2 separate regions of the Drosophila melanogaster genome follow, and region 1 is linked to region 2. A link is a contact called in public Hi-C data. All regions are on one chromosome and are shown on one strand. The core of a region is the stretch at or near the end of the contact, and the rest is flanking DNA. Distances in the headings are between cores, read along the strand shown.

Region 1 (2,780 bases), core at 17-2,516, 600 kb before region 2:
CTTTATGTTTGGCGATATCATGCTTCTCGCCATATTTCAGTTTAGTGGCTTCCTTCTCCTTTTTATCACTGGACCTTCTAGAAGTCTTGACTTCCTTTTTCCCTTTCTCCTCGGAGCTGTGCTCCTTCTTCGGGCTTTTCTTCTCTTCCTTTACCTGCTTAGCGATTCCTGATTTCTCCCTGATTAGATCGAAGAGCCCGTCCTCGCTGAGAATGGGTATATTGAGTTCCTCAGCCACAGCTAATTTCTTTGGTCCAGCCTCTTCTCCTACGACCAGATACTTGAGTTTCTTTCCAACCACGGTCATCACCTTTCCGCCATACTCCTTGATCACGGACTCCGCCTCCTCTCGTTCCATGGACTCGAGGACTCCGGTTACGACAAAGGTTAAGCCACTCAGACAATCCGGGGATCCCTTTGGAATTTCTTTGCTGCCGGGGTTCAGGCACGAACTGCGGTTTTTGTACTTCTGGTAGAGCACGGCGGAAGCACGTTTACGCTCGTGGCGTTCCTCGTCTGTTAGGACACTGGATTCTAGATCTGCCGCAGGTTTCTCCTTCTTCACACGCGGAGTGGTGGCTTTGGATTTTGTTGACTTGGGTTTTGGCGGTTCCGGGCTGCTGTTCTTTGCTCTTTTAGGCGAGGGAGAGCTCCTGGTTATCGAGTGAACCTTTTTTTCGGGGGCAGCCTCTTTGATACTCTCGTCCAGATCAACTTCCATTAAACTCCGGTCAATGTCTTCGTTCTCGAACTCGAGAACAGCTTTGGTCTTCGGCTTGGGCACAATCACCCGTTTGGTTTCTCCACCGAAAAGCTCCGTAGGATCTACGTGCCGCTTAAGCTTGGAGAGCGCTGGTTTCTGCCCGTTCCTGGCCTTCTTCGCAATCGGTTCCGGTGTGGCGGCCACCACATCATCCTCGCTGGATGCTGTCTTCGAAGCCTTGCGTTTCTTGGTCTCCGGCGGACTGACCACCTCGTCCTCGTCGCTGGAAATTATCACGGCTTTCCTGCGTTTTGGCGCCTTCGACGGCGTCTCTCCATTTTCGGCCTCGGCACTTTTCGCCTTGGCCGGCAGCCGTTTGAAAAAGGAGTCAATGCCCTGGAACAAATGATTTTGTTAAATTGATGTTTTCACCTAGTGCCTGACTGTCTCTACACAACTTACGCGTTGCATTACGGCAGGAATTAATTATTATAAAATTAATGCTGCGAGCTTCAGAATACGGAACAGTGTTACCAGACACGAAATCCCCAGTGTAACCGCGTCGGTGACGATTGAAAAAAACTAGTATAAGTATTTTAAAGAATCAAAAGCACTGAACGTTATCGATAGCTCACTAAATGTGTGTCAAGATACAAAAGGTATAAAGTCGTCTGGGCAGCAAAAAAAAATTCGCAACGGTGAATTGCGAATGAAAAGGAAATAGAATTTATTGTTTTAAGCACGTACAGAAAAGAAAAAAGTCAATTTTATGAAAGAGGCACAAAAACTGGAAAGAAATTAAATGAACATAACACTTGTTGTGTTATTAAATATGATAAATAACCAATAAATCAATTTTGTCATTCTCTGTCACTGTAGCGAGGAATTGAAAAGTATTTTCCACTTTACATTCAGTTGGTTATCTAATCCAGTTGTAATCGATATTCCAACAAAAAAGTTCGGACGGCAACGGGCTGCACGTTGCAAATCTTAAAACTGATAAATCTATTGTTTATATATTTCTTTGTCTTTGATGACTTTGATTTCGTGAACCGTGTTATAATTTTATTTACATGAATGTTAATTTCACCAATTTTTTACTTCAAGTGCAGATCTACAGATCATATCGCATGCGATTTTCGATGTATTTAGCGAATACATCTTTAGCGGAGACATCCTTCACATATATGTATATTTGTTTTTAGCGAAGGCACCCTCCTGATATAAGGTTTTTGTCTTTGATAGAAATCAGAGGGGCTGTAAAATTTTCAAATGCTGAGCTCAATTTTTTGCCGAATACTTAATTACTATTTTATTTAGTTATTTTTATTTTATTATTTAGCTTCAACATATATTCTCTTTTAAATAGTTTGTTGTTCAATGTACAATTGTACACAGACCTGACACAATAGGGTGGCGAAAATAAAGGCGACTTCAGGAATAGAAGGAAGCGTTGAGATATAAAATAATTATTCATATTTCTGTCACGCTTCGAATACCATTATATACCTAAAATTAAGTTACCTTTCAACTGGCTACTCTTATAATCGTATTTTCAACATTATTGACTTATACCCATTACTCGAGGAGTAAAAGGGTATACCACATTTATACTATATATACTATAAACTAAATTTTTGAAGAATTTGATATTTTTTCATAATTTCATAAGTCATGTAAAGTTCTATCGATCTAAATTTGTATCCAAAGCCGCACAAAACTGCCACGCCCACTTTTGAAAACTTAAGATTTTTCTTCGTTTTATTATTTGCCTTGCCAATTTGAATTATTTCAATCAATTATGAAATTTGCGCGTCCGCATTCACTCTAGCTGAGTTACGGGTATCTGAAAGTCGGGGAACTCGACTATAGTATTCTCTGTTTTTTTTTTTTCTCAAAATGCGTTTAATTGGAAGACTGCAATAAAAGGTTTTTGATTTATTTTTTATTACAGTATGAATATGTTCTATATTTGTATAATTGAGCCGGTGCTTACGAAGTAGTCTAGAATGAGCATTTGATATTATTAGTATTACAAGTGGCTAATGCTTAATGCATTATGTACATATGTATTTTG
Region 2 (2,783 bases), core at 253-2,752:
ACCTTGCAGCTATTGGCGGGATCATTAAACTTAGCAGCCTGGGCTAGCTTGGTACCTGGGGGTAGGCCCCCATATATCACAGCTACCTCCTTCCCTCTAAAAAAAATAGTTTTAGGGATCAGTTGAAAATAATGACTTAACAAAACTGACCGTGCTTCGATTTCTCGTGAAACCGTATAAATATCATGTTTGCTGAAGCACACAATGCAGTCGCCAGGAACTATATTGTCCAATGATCCTAAAGCGGTATTTTCGACAGTCAGCTCCGTAAGCCGATCGTACAGCCGTACTTCAACAGTTTCGCCAGTGGTTTCGCAAATTTTTTGCAGGAGGTCCAATGCGCCTGGCTCACCACAAACATGCACTTCATCCGCGATCAGTCCAAGGAAGGCACGCGTCCAAGCCCATCCCCGCTGGGGGTCGCGGATCTGTTGTATTTCATCGATTACAGCCACCTCATCTGAAACAGAAAAATCAGCACATTATAACTCAGCGAAGCAGGGAAACAACTGGACTTGCTTACATGGAGTATTCACCGAGGTCATTTCCACAGTGCACGCGACGTGATTGGCTGGCAAACTTTCGCTGATGCCGAATTTGCGCTCCTCGCCTGTGACCAGATCGCAGGGAGTGCCACGTTCATTGGCCTTGTTGTACACCTCAGTGGCTAGAAGCTTTAGTGGCCCGCAATAGACCCCAGTCTTCGCACTCAGGTATCTCTCCATGGCATGGTAAGTCTTACCGGAGTTTGTGGGTCCGGCATGAAAAACAATCTTTCGGGTGATGGCGCGAGCGTTGCTATACCAGTTGGCAGGCTGCCTCAGGTCGGAAATCTTTTTCAGGTCGTCCATGCAGTCCAGGTGCGGGAATACTGTCTTTGCGTGTCGTAGGAAGTACGGGAAGATGTCATCGATATGACCCGCTCCCTGTGTTATATCGCTAAAGGTTATGTGCAGATCTACTGGAAGGTTTTCTGCCTCGATGCAAAATCTTCGGAATGAGCCAAAGGCCTGTTGCTGTAGGTAGTCTTGTAACGGATGCAAAGTAAGACGAGGGACCATAGGAAACAGGTGCATACGTACCGTCCAGTCCGTTTTCGTTGCATAGTGACTTGATTTCGCGACGTTGGGTGAACTTATTAAGAATCTTCAGCAGCTCAGCCTTTTCCAGTTTGCCCGACAGCTCGGAACCTACGTCCTCTGAATCCACATAAGCGTGCACCTGTACTGGCTTGAACAACGTGGACAAGTTCGTCTCCGGTTTTTTTCGAGAAAATAAAAAGGCCGCACGATGCAGTCGGCGCAGGGACAAATCAATTGAAAAGGACGGACGCAGGTAGAGTGTCATCCGCAAAAGGCCCGTTAGGCTGATGCAGCGCCTGCAGTTTTGCATGGTTGTCCACTTTAGTGGAACACGCGTGGTTTTTATTCACCAATTCCCGCAAAATGAATCTCCGTACTCACGTTCCTATCTCTGATATAACAGAGAAGTACAATCAGCTGACGCACATCTGGTTGTTGGGTTGACAATGCTCTTACAGAATAGCATTGCCATATCGATGGTTTTTATGCTACGTATGCGGGGAATTCTTTTGAAAAATTATTAAAAAATTAGTTTTAGAAAACACATCAGAAAAACGATTGTGGAATTTAATTTATACTAAAAAAATATTTTAAAAAAGTATTAAAACATTTAATTGTATTACGACGGATATAAAATAGGATATTTGAGAACATATATGCATTTACAATAAAAAGCAAATAAAATATGTTGTTCCTAGGCAATCGCAAAATATTTATAAATAAAAATGAAAAAATGAAAATTGATTCCACAATAGTCGTTAAAAAATGTAGTATCGGTATTTGGCATTGCATTTTTTCGCAATACAGTCTCGCTTTATATATGGAATATTTTAAAAATATTTTCATAAAATCGATAAAATGAAAAACAATTACGTATTCTAAGCCAGCATACGCAAATAATAAAATTTATTTAATAATCGGTAGATTAAATGTTAATGTCCTTATAAGCAATTTTAAAACTTAATAATAAAAACTCTTTAAATATATCGATCTATCGATGATTGGCTATGCTAACAAGAAGTCATATATATTGGCAACGCTGTGTTTGTTTGTCAGAATCAAAATAAAATGACTCACTTGTTTGTTTAAACAAAAAAAGAATTTTAATAACAATTCCAGACAATTATCATAACAGTTAGTGCCATGGGCTTATTCGGCAGAACTCCCAGTAAAGATCCCAAAGAGCAGGTAACGACGCAGAGGCGTGGCAGTGATTTTTTTGGGAATGATGTCATTCCAGTTGGATTGATTTTATTAGACCTTTCCCCATCTGTCCATTGTGCGTTATGAATATTGTTTTGAAATGTAAATTCCCATTAGGTGCAGGAGTGGACGCATAAGATACGGAAAGAGGGCAACCAGCTGGATCGCCAGATCCGAAGTATCCAGCGCGAGGAAGAGAAAGTAAAACGCTCGCTGAAACAGGCAGCACAGAAAAATGACCGCGACACCTGCGTCATTCTTGCCAAGGAGATTGTGAATGCGCGAAAGGCCATCAACCGCATATATACGTCGAAGGCGCACCTCAACTCCATTCAGATGCAGATGAAAAATCAGCTATGTGAGTGAACTCTTCGCTTGTTTGATACGACCTGATTATCGAATCCTCCTTGCAGCCACCTTGCGTGTAGCTGGATCTCTGCAAAAGTCTACAGAGGTCTTGCAAGCTATGCAGAGCCTGGTGCGCTATCCAGAGCTTGC

What was found. A called contact is a pair of places that touch in the nucleus more often than the background predicts.
Region 1: a contact with region 2 is called in a Hi-C map of the Kc167 cell line, with 1.9 times the contacts expected there. The contact joins the promoter of Gnf1 here to the promoter of Suv3 in region 2. A contact is called at or near these places in 2 of 107 Hi-C or Micro-C datasets (both in the Kc167 cell line).

Annotation. Positions count from the first base shown.
Region 1 is chr3R:4,905,108-4,907,887 of dm6, reverse strand. Gnf1 (Germ line transcription factor 1) reads right to left here and starts at 1,266. Exons shown (of 4, transcript NM_079505.3): 1 at 1,166-1,266; 2 at 1-1,099. The coding sequence starts at 1,174.
Region 2 is chr3R:4,310,274-4,313,056 of dm6, reverse strand. It overlaps Suv3 (Suv3 helicase), which reads right to left and starts at 1,502. Exons shown (of 6, transcript NM_001316529.1): 1 at 1,083-1,502; 2 at 524-1,027; 3 at 151-460; 4 at 1-96. The coding sequence starts at 1,392. It overlaps Vps24 (Vacuolar protein sorting 24), which reads left to right and starts at 2,110. Exons shown (of 3, transcript NM_001316528.1): 1 at 2,110-2,270; 2 at 2,403-2,643; 3 at 2,699-2,783. The coding sequence starts at 2,226. It also overlaps asRNA:CR46140.